Regions from separate parts of the Mus musculus genome. Here region 2 is linked to region 1. A link is a contact called in public Hi-C data. All regions are on one chromosome and are shown on one strand. The core of a region is the stretch at or near the end of the contact, and the rest is flanking DNA. Distances in the headings are between cores, read along the strand shown. Region 1 overlaps Pcca (propionyl-Coenzyme A carboxylase, alpha polypeptide). Region 2 overlaps Pcca (propionyl-Coenzyme A carboxylase, alpha polypeptide).

Evidence for each region. Hi-C and Micro-C count contacts between places; a contact is called where the count stands out from the background.
Region 2: a Hi-C map of forebrain shows a contact between it and region 1, with 3 times the contacts expected there. The contact joins two enhancer-like sites. A contact is called at or near these places in 7 of 484 Hi-C or Micro-C datasets (3T3-L1-derived adipocytes, Sertoli cells, cerebellar granule neurons and 3 more), 3 of 115 datasets of contacts at active chromatin or transcription factors (VIP interneurons, cardiomyocytes and liver) and 4 of 9 other capture datasets (adipose tissue, embryonic stem cells, liver and 1 more).

What each region holds. Positions count from the first base shown.
Region 1 is chr14:122,718,190-122,725,179 of GRCm38.p6, forward strand. All of the region lies in intron 18 of Pcca (propionyl-Coenzyme A carboxylase, alpha polypeptide), which reads left to right. Among named protein-coding and RNA genes, the nearest start is that of Gm46489, 27 kb to the right of the region's middle. Within about 2 kb of position 2,947, at least 25 of the 459 cell types and tissues checked have an H3K27ac peak or open chromatin away from gene starts, as enhancers often do. A contact at or near this core is called in forebrain, where this site is marked.
Region 2 is chr14:122,868,378-122,875,367 of GRCm38.p6, forward strand. All of the region lies in intron 21 of Pcca (propionyl-Coenzyme A carboxylase, alpha polypeptide), which reads left to right. Among named protein-coding and RNA genes, the nearest start is that of Gm46488, 39 kb to the right of the region's middle. Within about 2 kb of position 4,089, at least 11 of the 459 cell types and tissues checked have an H3K27ac peak or open chromatin away from gene starts, as enhancers often do. A contact at or near this core is called in forebrain, where this site is marked.

The sequences.
Region 1 (6,990 bases), core at 1,697-4,196:
TCCCAACGCTTGGGAGGCTGGGGTAGAAGGATTGCTGAGTTTGAGCACACTGTAGACTAGATAGTGAGTAATGAGCTGGCTAGAACTACATAGTGAGACCCTCTTTGGGGTGGGAGGGTGAAGGAGAGAGGTGAGAAAGAGAGAAAGAATTAATGGCATTTATATTTTGTGTTAAACAAACAGTGGCATTTATCACTGTAGCCATTTCCAAGTGTTTAGGTTTGTAGTGTCAACTATAGCAACCATTTATGTAGTAGCCCTAGAGCTTCTTTGTCTTGCAGAACTGAAAGTCTGTAGGCCCAGAGCTGCCACTCTGCTCCTTGTTTTCACAAGTCTGACTGATTTATTACTACTTGCCTGCCTTCCTGTCTTCCCTCCCTCCCTCCCTCCCTCCCTCCCTCCCTCCCTCCCTTATTGTGCTGGATAATTTTATGTCAGGTTAACACAAAGTAGAGTTATCTGAAAGGAGGGAACCACGGTTGAGAAAATGCCTTTATAAGTTCCTGCAGTAGGGCAAATTTAATTAGTGATCGATGGGGAAGGGCTCGGGTCTTTGTGGGTGGTGCCATCCCTGGGCTGGTGGTCCTGGGTTTTATAAGGAAGTAGGCTGGGTAAGCCATGGGTACAAGCCAGTAAAGAACACTTTTCCATGGCCTCTGTATCAGCTCCTGCCTCTAGGTCCCTGCTCTGTTCTAGTTCTTGTCCCAGCTTTCTCCAGTGATGAGTTGTGATGTGGAGGTGTCTGCCAAATAAACTCTTCTCTTCCCAACTTGCTTTTTGGCCATGGTGTTTCATTGCAGCAATAGAAATTAAGACATGTGTTTTCTTCTTCCCCTTCCCATCCTTCCTCCCTCTGAGTGGGACAGGGAAGAGCCCTGATTCTTGAGTTAAGACTGAGGGTTGTACCCTGTGGGGAGTCTAGAGCCATTGTAAATTTTCAGCCAGGAGCTTGCTGCGGTGTAAGTACCAACAAGACTTTTTGACTTCAGGTTTAGAAACAGTTTGTAACCTGGTTAAAAATGGAAGCTGGGAGACCAGTAAAAGAGACAGTAGTAGCCAGGGTGTGGGCCTGGGAGCTCTCTAGCACCCACCTCTTTTAGATGGGGAGGATATGATAACAGACTTTGAGAGGAGCAGTAGAAGAGTGTAGAGAGCGAGGCATGGCTGAGCCCACATGCCAGGAGCAGACTTACAGTACGTTAGGAGGTGGAGGCAGAAGATTTAGATTGGCCTTCTACATAGATATATAAAGTCTTGTGCCTTACTTTGATTTTATGGAAAAGTGAGCATTCCACTTAAAAGGACAGCTTTAAAAATATACCATTATATTGTCAATGTTTTGGCATATTAATGTTCTTCAAAATTGTAGTTTTGAAAAACCGTGCATTAGCACTATAAAAATTAACATATGGTTGAAAATCTTGTTCTAATGGAAATAATAGAGAGGTAATTTGCATGAAGACGCCTTACAGAACGTGAGGGTACACCCCCACATCTCTTCGGCACGGAAAAGATGGCCTCTGACTTATGGCCTGTCCTACGTGAGATTTTTCAGGGTTGGAAATTGTGAGTTGCTTTGGTTGTTTTGGCCCCTTCACCCAGTGCTGAACTGTGAACGGTTGGCATGGTGCAGCAGGTGGGACCAGGGCCTAGTGAGGTGCCAGGAGTTTGGCTCCAGCTTCATGGTAAGGTACAAACAAGTGATACAAACTGCTTTGCCAAACTGCTTCAACCTTTGCCTTCATTTTACTGTCTGAGTAACAGCAGAATTGGCTTCTTTCAGGTTCTCCAGCTTCTTCTGCAATGAGCTTGTTTGAATTGAACAAGGTCACAGAGTTTACTTCATTCCCATAACTACGAGTTCAGTTGTTAAAGTCTCAGAGCCAGAATGTTCTCATGAGCTGTAGTAATATTGATGAAAACAGCTCAGCCTACAATGTGGCTCAGTGTGTGACCTTACCCTGTGCTCTGGCTTAGAGGGACATCTCAGGCATCTGACTAGCCACACAGCCTGCCCCAACCAGTTTAACCTTTGCAAGCACAGTCCTCTAAGGGGAAATTACATTCTCTTGAATTACCTCTGTGTGTTGTGTTGACATCTGTGTTGTACATTCTTTTCTCATCTGGCTTCCTGATAAAATGGAGAATCAATGTCCTAATGATTTCTACCTGACAGATGCAATTATCTGAGGTTTTTCCTGCTATTGAAAGGCAGTGGCCTTTCCCGGTCTCGGATGTGATTTGTAGTTGTTCTTAAGTTTCCATCTGGAGGGTGAGTTTCATGTTTCAAATAGGATTTTAACCATTGAATGCTAATTGGGGAAAGGAACACAGGAAAAACTAGCCTTGCGAAAATCATTTCTGAGAAATAGCCAATATTATCATGTAGTTTGCATTAGAGGAGGGTTAGTTTCCTGGATTTAAAAAGATATGTCACACTTACACCACCTATGAAATAAAACAACTTTTATATCATACTTGATTCATTTACATTCTCAATTAGGTCATGTTTTTACAATAATGAAGTGATGTGTTGATGGCTGACTGCATACTTTGCATATTTGCGAACACTCGTGGCCATGCAACATCTTTGGAAATACACACTTCCATTTGAGCAACCAACGCACTGAAAGCATCAAGAGGAGACGAGGAGAGAAAAACATGAATTCAGCCACACTCCTTTTGGCTTTTTACTATTACTGTTGCTGTTTTCAGTTATTTACTATGACCCTGTCTTGTCCGAGTTAGAATCACAGAGATCCCAAGAATGAAATCATAAATGTGTAAGGTGACACATCTGTAATATTTGCTGAATATAACATTTTAAAATATTTTTTCTTCAGTTTGGTTGTTCTGCAAGGGCTAGATGTCAGAACAGCCTGCTATTGTGGGAGGACCTCTGTCTCCCCTGCCCTGATGGCAGACGCTCACGCACATTGCATCAGTATTATTGTAATTCTGTGGCTGCAGGATACTTGGCAGCTGGTGCACCCCACTGGCAAATCCTATTCATTCTCCTCTCCCATTCACCATTGCCATTGGAGAATTGATTTCTCTCTTCTCTACTCTAACCTTTCCCAATTCATTTCGGATTGTTCAATGTGAAACATTTTAATTTCATATCATACAGCTATTCATCTCACAATCCCTTTTTTAACCTGTCACCAGGGTAACAGCATAGCATGCTTTCTTTAGGCAATCAAGTTTTTATTTCACATGCTTAATGTTGCATTAAATGTTTGCATTTTGTTTAACCCCCATTAAATACTTTGAACTCTGGATATGTTTTATAGGGTAATGAAATCCCTGATTTTTGAATTGAAACTAAATCAACACCATCAGTGCATGTATAAGAAAATGTCAAAAGATTAATTTGCATAATACAAAGATGATTGTTAAAAATCCAAGTTAGCCGATCTGTGCAAAGTCATTTTCAGTAGGAAAAGGAGCAGTATTTGTATATTTATGTTTGGCCTTGTTCCAACAAGGAATTTAAAATTGGTTTAGAGAGATTTGCCAAGGAGAGAAATGCAGTATTGAAAAGAGGATGGAATTAGTACAAATGGGAAATAGGGTTTCTGAAGATATTGCTTAATTTTTCTGCTTGCTTCTTCCTGTATTTATGCATAAAAGAACATAATGATTTAGGTGTTTAATGACAGGTGGAGCAATGAGTTGTACCAGAGTGAGATGAAAGCTTGCTCCAGGAGCTCGATTTGGGGGTTGTGTTCGTTATTATCTGCTTGTCAGCTCACTTCCTTATTGCCTCTCCCTGAGGTGCCACGGAATATGCAGACGGAACAGTGTGTGCCCAAGTCTGACCTTTTGAAGCAACTTGGCTAGGTTGATGTTTCTTTTACCTTTTTCATCTTCACCCCAAGCAAGGATTTCAGTGTAATCTGTCCTAGAAATAAATTCTGTAAAATTTAGAAAATACAAGAACTATAAATAAAACTCTAGGGACAATAATGAGAGACTAATGAGTCATGTTGTTTGAGACTCTGGTTGTTTTAAATGATACTGATGTAGTAGTTGTTCATGTTTATACTTAGATCCTATTTTATAGTTGTTAATATTTTCTTGGTAATAGGACAAAGTGAATTAAGCTTTTTGTGTTATTGTTTTTTAAAAGAACTCTGAAGTGTATATATATCTTAGAGGTATATTTTAATGTTTATTTTTTGCCTTCAATTGCTTCTCTATACAAATTCTGCTTTGCTTTCTTGTTCTGTGGGTCTAGAAAACACTGGCCCGAGTGACCAGTGCTATGACCACCACTTCACAGAGCTCTACTCCTTTATGTACATTCTTCTTTTCATGCTGATAGCCTTTTGTCTTCAGAAGTAGTTACTAAGTCATTCTAAAAGTCACAGATAGTGCCCATATGATAAGATGCAAGAATTTATGACAAGAACAGAGTCATCCCTTCTTTTAGTAACACTAATGTCAAATATGATAGATGGTTATCCAAATGTCAAAGTAGAAGAGAGATGTCTAGATTGTTTTCTAGAGAGAAGGAGTCTAAATAATCTAAATTTCTTTCTTTTTACTTTTTTAAAATTTAATTAATTTTTAAACTTATTCACTTTACATCCTACTCACTGCCATCCTTCCAGTCATCCCTCTCACAATCCTTTCTCCATCCAACATTCCCCTTCTCCTCTGAGTGGGTGCCTCCCCACGCCCCGGTATTCACTCACCCTGGTACTTTAAGTCTCTGCAGTGCTGAGCACTTCCTCTCCTGTTGAAGCCAGACAAGGCAGCCCAGCTAGAAGAATATATCACACAGACAAGCAGCAGTTTTGAGGATAGTCTCCCCTCACCCTGTTCCAGTTATTTAGGACCAACAGGAAGACTAAGCTGCACATCTGCTACATATTTGCAGGGAGGCCTAGGTTCAGCCCTTGTATGTTCTGAGAGCATCAAGGGTCCAGGTTAGTTGACTCTGTTGGCATTCCTGTGGAATTCTTATCCTCGAGCCCACGACCCTTCTTCCTATTTTTCCATAAGAGTCCCCAAGTTCCATCCACTGTTTGACTGTGTCTGTATCTGTCTAAGTCAGCTGCTGTGTGGAGCCTCTTAAAGGACAACTTGCTCCTGTCTGCACGCATAACAGAGTATCATTAATAGTGTCAGGAATTGGTGCTTGCCCATAGGATGGGTCTCAAGTTGGGCCTGTAATTGAATGGTCATTCCCTCTGTCTCTGCTCCATCCCCCATGCCTCCATTTCTTGTAGTCAGGATAAATTTTGGGTTGAAATTTTGTGGGAGGGTTGGTGTCTCTATTGCTCCACTGGGGTTCCTGCCTGGCTACAAGAGGTGTAGCCAGGTTCCATATCACCAATGTAGTGAGTTAGAGCTAAGGTCACCCCCATTGATTCTTGAATGCCTCTCTTATCCTAGGTTTCTGTCTCATCCTGGAAATGCCTCCCACCTTCTCACCCCTGTCAGTTGCAGATTTCCATTAATTTTCATTGACAAAATCTAGTCATCTTTCCTGTCCTTCCCCCGTCCTGATCCTGGACCCCCATCCCTTCCCCCACCCTTCCAGTTCCCTCCGTTCATCCGCCTCTTATGACTATTTTATTTCCTCTTCTGAGTGAGATTCAAGCATCCTCACTTGGGCCTCCCTTCTTGTTTAGCTTCTTTGGATCTGAGGAATGTCACATGGTACCTGTATTTTATGGCTAATAAGCACTTATAATTGAGTACATACCATGCATGTCCTTTTGGGTCTGGGCTACCTCACTCAGGATGATATTCTCAAGTTCAATCCATTTGCCTGCCAAATTCATAATGTCATTGTTTTTAATTTCTTAATAGTACTCCACTGTGTAGATGTACCGTGTTTTCTTTATCCACTCTTCTGTTGAGGGACTTTAGGTTGTTTGCAGTTTTTGGTTATTACTAATAAACCTGCTATGAACATAGTTGAGCAAGTGTCTTTGTGGGATGTTGGAATATCTTTTTGGTATATTCCCAGGAGTGATATAGCTGGGTCTTGAGGTAGAACTATTTGCAGTTTTCTGAGAAACTGCCAAATTGATTTCCAAAGAGGTTGTACAAGTTTGCACCCCCACCAGCAATGTAGGAGTGCTCCCCTTGCTCCAGATACTTATCAGCATGTGCCATCTATTGAGTTTTTAATCTTAGCCATTCTTTTGGGTATAAGATAGAACCTCAGAGATTTTTTTGATTTGTATTTCTCTGATGACTAAGGAATTTGAGTATTTCTTTAAGTGCTTCTTGGGCTATTTGAGATTCTTCTGTTGAGAATTCTCTGTTTAGTTCTGTACCCCACTTTTTAATTAGGTCATTTGGGTCTAACTTCTTGAGTTCTTTGTAAAATTTGGATATTAGCCCTTTGGCAAATGTAGGGTTGTTAAAGATCTTTTCCCAATCCATAGGCTATTTGTTCTATTGACATGTTTTTTGCCTTACAGAAGTTTTGCAGTTTCATGAGGTCCTGTTTATCAATTGCTGGTCTTCGAGCATGAACCATTGATGATCTGTTTAGGAAATTGTCTCCTGTACCAAAACGTTCAAGGGTATTTCCCGCTTTCTCTTCCATGAAATTTAGTGTATCCAGTTTTATGTTGAGGTCCTTGATCCACTTGGACTTGAGTTTCATGCAGAGTGATTAAGTATAGCTCTATTTTCATTCTTTTATATGTAGACATCCAGTTAGTCCAGCACCATTTGTTGAAGATGCTTTCACTTTTCCATTTTATCATTTTGGCTTTCAGTAAGAGAATAATGATTTGTCACATAAATTATATCAGTAATCAGAAGAGTTCATTCTTTGGTAGATACCAAAATGGATGGGGAGAAGGATAGGAGTCAGGGGCATACAGTGGAATTAAGGGAAGAACTACTTATCTACCATGTAACAGGTCATGTATTTGATCTGCAGCACAGATATATACATATGTATAGATGTATATATACCTGACTGTAAGCTTCCTAAAAGAGATACATTTCCAAATCAGT
Region 2 (6,990 bases), core at 2,839-5,338, 150 kb after region 1:
TACCTTCTTACTGGCTTACCAACTACCTTATAAACTCGTAATTACATAAAACAATTCAGGGTAAAGAATGGAAACAGCTTGTACTGTTAACAGATGTTGGTATTGTTACAAAATTAAGCACAGCACTTTCAAAGATCTATAATATTTTTCTTGTATAAAAAGAAAACCCTGGTTCATTATAGTCATAATGTGTCACATAGACTCCTGATCAAACAGAAGGCACATGCCCTGATTTGGGATTCTGTGAAATACACTGCAGCAGACTTGCCCTTGTGGGTGGGAAAGTACCACTTATTTTAGCACAGTGCCTTTGTGGACTGTGCACCTATTTGTTAGACAGCATGTGGGCACCTGGGCCCCTTTATTCTTGGTGCACCTGCATGTGGGGCCCCCTAGTACTGCACACTAGGGGTGTCTCTGTCCTTGGCGCTCCTCACAGAGGTTCCTTTCCTTTCCCATTTTGGGTGTGAAGACAGTGAGTGATTTCAGGAGCCAGAAAAGCTGCCTCACAGGAGCTCAGCAGAAAAGTAAGTTCCCTTTGGTGAGAGTGCTCTGGATCTAAGGCTTAGTCTCCTCAATATGCTTTTCAGCACAGTTGTTAAGGGTGAAAGTTGTTTGTTTCAAGACAGTGGAAATGAATGGAAGCCTGTGATTACAAAAACAAAAGAGAAAAAGACTTGAGTTTTATATTGTGGATGGACATCTCTAAATAGGTCTCTCCAGAGGGAACTGCCTTTTTACCTCAAATCAGAGATACTTTGAAGCTATCACTCGACTCATTCTGCCAGAGATATTATTTTTTCATTATGTATGTTGTCTCTGTGTGTGTGTACACGTATGCATACATGTGTGTATTCACATGCACCCTGACCTGTGTCAGATGACAGCCTGAGGAGGTTGCTTCTCTCCTCCTACTGTGTAGGTCTCAGAGACTGAACTCAGGTCGTCAGTCCTGATGACAAGACTTTTCAGCCTCTGAACCATCTTACTAGCCCAAGTTGGTCATGTTACCTTGAAGACAGTTCATTTCCCTAAGGAAGCCATACCCTTTTAGGAAGATTTTTGAAAAATGAGTTCTGTGTATTTTGTTTTTTGTTTTCTTTTGTTTTGTTAGAAATGTTCTCCCTGCCTCTATTTTTGTATTTTTTTTCTCCAAAAAAGATAAGGTTATTGTTCTCTGCCCTTATGATTTCTTATGGCACATTTATGGGTATAACCAAAGGCTGAAGTTTAGGCCTGGATTTGTAGTTCAGTGATAAAGCATGTACATAATGTACACAATGCCCTGAATTTAATCTCCAGCAACAAAAATAAATTAAAATAAAATAAGTAAAATAAAATAACCAGAAAACCAAATCAAAACGAACCTGGAGTTTGGATTCCACTTGACCACTTGACTGTTGCCTGACTGGTGACTGCCAGTGGGAAGCCATGTGCTATGTGACAGCGCAGTGTTGGGGTCAGCTCATGTCACAGAACGGTCAGATACTGAGTGGCTTTCTGGTGGTGTTAACTGCATTTTTCAACGAGAGGAACAAATGCTGAGTCAGGGACTGAATCTTTTTTCTGTTACATCAGTATCACTGACCCTGAAGCATTCGGCTCTAAGGTAACTCTGGCATTTAAATGGATGAGACACATGGGCAGGCCCTGAGCACTGCCTCTGGGACCTGGCACTGAGCCTCAGCTGTGATGTAGGAAGTAGGGCACTGTAGTTTTGTTTGTTTAAGACTCCGCTCAGGTTAGCCCAGGTTTGCCTAGAATGTACAGTCCCTTGCACCTGCCACCCGAGCATTGTTTACAGGCCTATGCCATTTTGCCCTACTCGTTTCCCAATCCTTTGCTAGTTTTTCTCTCCCATGGATTTTGAAATCAAACTCAGGGCCCTATGGATGCCAGAGAGACAAGTGCTGTACTACTGTGCTATATCTCCATTCTGCCCTATTCTGATAATGTTTTATTCTGTTGAACAGGACATTGATGGTTCCTTGTAGGCTTTTGTTAATTATCACAATGTGTCAAACATTAAACTATTGACCCTAACCTTACAATGCAGGCGTTGTTAGTCCTAGACAGATATATAGGTCTACTTTATGGTAACAGGCTAATGTAGCTCTGGCTACTCCCTTCAGGTTTCAGTTGTGATAACTTAAGTCAGCTGCCCCAGTTCCTTAGGACATCGCTTGATTGTCTTACAAGTTAAGACAACATTTGCATTTCAGGAGAATGCACTTTATACAGTGTTTCTGAATTGAGCTTTTGTGAGAGATGCCAACTGTTACTGTGAAAAAGGGACATTGGACCACTAACTAACTGATCTACATTTGCTCTCTGTGTAAAATAGTGTTATAACAGTGCTAATTACTAAGCATCTGAATTGTAAAAAAAGTGCACAGCAGTAATTTGCACCTTAAAAAAGTGAAAACACACACAGGGCACATGCTTGATTTATGAACTTCCCAAGGGCATGTTTAGTTGTGGCTCACTCGTGGCTCGACTCTTGTTCAGCATTTGGTTTCTGTGTTTGTGCTCTCTAGACCCTAGAAAGAGCTGTTAGTGAGAGTAGGGTATATAAACAAGGAAGAACATTTGAAGACAAAAGACTGGTGCTATTAGATCAGTATGTGCTCTTATTTATTTGTTTTGCTAGTTTTAGAACAGCTAGAAAAAAATAGCACCTTTGAAGTCCCTTCCTTATAACTGTGATGACCAGATTTTAGGGTTCTGTGGCTCTAGTTACTGTATCAGTGGCTAGTTACTGTTTCAGTGGCTCTAGTTACTGTTTCAGTGGCTAGTTACTGTTTCAGTGGCTCTAGTTACTGTATCAGTGGCTCTAGTTACTGTTTCAGTGGCTCTAGTTACTGTATCAGTGGCTCTAGTTACTGTATCAGTGGCTAGTTACTCTATTAGTGGCTCTAGTTACTCTATCAGTGGCTCTAGTTACTCTATCAGTGGCTAGTTACTGTTTCAGTGGCTCTAGTTACTGTATCAGTGGCTAGTTACTGTATCAGTGGTTCTAGTTATTGTATCAGTGGCAGATGATCATGTTCTGTTTGATTCATTCTCTCTGTGTAATTAGCCTGACAGATCTAAACCAGTCTAGTTTTTTTTTTTTTTTCCTCCTAATATGGAGAAGAATTTCAGGCCCTCAGAAAACTTGAGTTTTGCCTTGTGGGTGGGTCAGAAGCACATGCATCAAGTAACTCAGAAGGGACTCTCCTTAACCATGAGTTATAGTCCAGATGTCCTGGCTGGCCCACACATTCTGGGATTTATAAATGCATTTTCAGATTCATTCAACATACTCGATATTTGACAGGCAGAACTTTTAAAAGAAAATTGTGTTTGTAAGAAGTAAAGTTATTTTTTTTTTCTTGTCTATTGCTGTACTTGAAGGATTCCTGTTCATAGGCAGAAAACAGAGGTTTCAAAGGAACCTTGTCTCCATATGGTTTTCCTCGATAATCCCTTATCCTCCATCTTCAGCTCTCATTCCTTTGCTTTCTTGCCTGTGGCTACATTTCTATCTCTGCATCAATTAGCACAGTGATTTATACAACAAGCAAGCAGTTTAGAGGTAATGGTACACAATTAACATCTCATTCCACCATAAAGGGTATGCTAAACACCCCAGTCATTGCTTTCTCTGCCTGGAATTGAAATAAGTGTTTGTCCTAATTCATAAGCTATCTGATGTGAAGTGGGTCCGCTTTGTACTGCACTACACCATTAATCTAATTATAGATAGCTGCAAATGAAGTGCTGTCGGGGCTGGGAGATTGAAGAAAATAGCCTTTTGTCATTTAGCATGACTCTGTGAAGCAGGATCACACTTTATAGGGTAATGCTGCAAAATGGAAATCTCAGGAATATTGCTGCCTGTTGCATCTTCTCTAATTACTGCAGCATTGTAAACACAACTGGGCGCTGATATAAATAGAGCTGTAGCTATGCTGTCATGTGGGTTGGAGGAGAAAGTCCTTCGAGTGCTGTTGGATTAAATGATGCATCCTGATTGACAGCTACCTTGAGACTGCACTGATGGAGTTGTCACAGAACTATGCTAACAGGCTGAGCCACCACTGCAGCTGCAGGAAGCCTGGGCTGAGACTGGGCTGGCTGGGTATTGGCCTGTTGCTTTAGCTGCAGCCTCCTCCTTCCACCTTGGTTGCTGACTGAACCTTGATGAAGAAGCTACCAGCTCCTGGTCTGTGTGTTTTCAGTATGTTTTCTGGAGATTTCTCTTTCAAAAGATTAGCTAATAGGCTCTGGGTTCAAGGAGAGAAACAGGTGCAGTCCGTGGCTCAGACTGTTGTTTTCCCTCGTGTAAACATGTGCTTTTTCTACAAAGAACTGGGACAAGGAACACACTGATGGCTTCCAAGTCCATGGTGTGGCTTACGTTATAGCTTATAGTTCTCCTGCCTTTCTGCTGAGCTGGCATTTTGAAGACACGCCTCATTTTTATCATTTCCAAAACCTTCGTGCTGATTTTCCCCTGACTGACTTAGGGCTTTAGGGGATCTCACGTCAGGTGAATGAAGATGAGGCTTACAAGTAGAGACTGAAGGGGTGAGGGTGAGTGAGGTGGGAGGAGGTGAGGAACTTTGAATAGGAAGACAGCCTTTGAAAAATGTATCTGCCAGTACATTTGGGAATAGGAAGGGGGTGGATATAGTTTTTGGCCAATGCTTGATAACTTTGAGTTTTCCAGATAACTCAGAGAAAAGCTGGATTGTTGACCTATGACTCTAATGTTGACTAATGTTGCTCTAATGGGCAACAGCTGACATAAAAAAATCAAATCAATTATGGAGCTCATAATTGGACCTGGACGAATGAGTTAGAAGGGAAATTGGAGCTCAGCCCTTCTCCAAGAGAAATCTCACAGGCTCTGAAACTGCAGCTGAAGGCTGTGTAAAGCAGACTGGACTTCATATTCAAAGGCCACACCCTTGAATCATGGAAACTCTGTGTATATGGCTTGAAAAATCACCTGTATATGTAGAGGCTTTGGAAAGGCATTCACAGACTTCAATCTCCATCAGGGGGCCTGCCTCGAGTACTAGACAAATAACAGAGCCCATCAGGTTGGAGCTGATCATACATGGATGGAGTGCTTCTCTGTCCAAAGCTGCTGACTGAGAATCGTGCATATAATCAATAGATTGAGGCATGTTCTCCCACAGGTGGGCAGCCCGCTTGCAGGATGTAGCAGTCAGCAGAGCATATCACTCTGGAAACCTCTCCTGTTCTACCCTGCACTCTCTCCCAAAGCCACAGTGGGTCCTATGCTGGTCCCACGGCCCTCCTCCTAACTGCCCGCTGTGTGCAGTGTTCTCATTGTATCTCCCATGTTTGCTGTTGATTCTTCTTTCTTTTCTTTAAATGTTTGGATGACATTTTCTCACTAGATATGTTTTTACATTATAGACAGCATAAAATGGATTTGTTTGGAGTCTTGGCTTGGGGGGCGATTTTACATAATTGGGTCAAATACCTTCTATGATTATCACATTTGGGTTAAGAAGCCATCTAAACTGCTCCCAGAGAGAGCCTGTTTTCTAATTTACCTGGTGAGGTGTTTTTTTTTTTTTTTTTTTTTTTAAACTTTCCATTCCCATGACAGTGGTTTGGAGACAGCTTCCTAAAACCAGTAGAGGGAAGTGGTTTTACTACTGAGTCCAGAGCTGACCTTTATGGACCTTTTCACCACCATACCCTGGTTCTTCTGGACCCACACGGAATGAAAAACTGTCCTCCTTCATGATTATACTTCTCTCTGTTAGCAGCCAGCCTTTTAAACATCAACACTGTGCTTTGCATGAACACAGACACACCCCTGAACTTACGTAGTTACAGTATCTGAAAACACTTAAGTGCCCATCATAGAAGTAGACTTGAGCTCTGCTATTGCTAGAAAGACCCTTTCCTGAATCCTCAGCTAGCTAACTGCACCTCTCCCCAAGAATCTAGAGAAAACAATGAGTCCCAGTTCAGATGCTAAGCTCTGTAAGTCCTAGTGCAGACTGCAGTGGCCCCCTTTTTGGAGAGCAGGCACTAGGAAACATCTATGGTTGTAACTAGGATGTCTTCTTGGATGGGCCCATGTGCGGCACCAACGAGGCCGGTTCAGACTTTTGACTCTACATACAAACTGCAGGGCCGACAAGAGGCTGTTTTAAGATGGCCTGTGATAATCAGGACAACATCAAAGGTATCCTTAAGAAGTGTAGCTTCTCTCTCTTCTTTTCCTAATCAGAAAGGTCACTTCTGAGTCAGCCATGTTCAACAAGACCTCTCCTGAGGCATCCACTCCTTGTTATTTTTCACTTGTGATTACAATAAGTCATTTATTCCTAAACAGATTTAAGAACAATAAACAAATACAAAAGGGAAAGGAACATCTCATCAATAACAAAGGCTGTGTCTGAAGCACTGAGTTTTGGACTCTTTTACATCTCTTTCCAAGCAAAGCAGGGGCCCTACAGAGAAAGGAATTTAGAAGATATGAAAGTTATAAAAATAGTAAGGGACCCAGTTTTTTGTCAGGATCTGGGCCTCTCAGGAGAAATGGTCTGAAGACAGCCTTAGCTTTGTTCACATTGAGGCTTAGTTGTGAGATAGCTGAAGTATTGGTTCTTAAGCCTATTTGCTGTGGTGAAAAGCTGTTAAATTGTATTCTCAGTATATACTTTTCCTAAATTCATATTTTGAAGTTAAAGAAAACCAGGGGGAAAATAGATCTGAATGCTACAGTGAAAACTAATCCCTGGGGCAGAATGCCAGCTGGTCACGTAGTAGTGACACCCTAGTGATGCTGCTAGAAATGAAACCCGCCTGATGCACACGTACCTCTAGTGCTGCTGGACTTACTGCCCGGTACACACGAGCCTCTAGTGCTGCCGGACTTTCTGTTCCAAGGGAGATAGAGCACAGATACTAAAACTGTGCAATTTGGCCCAATTATGTCCCCCCTTGGTTCCCAAG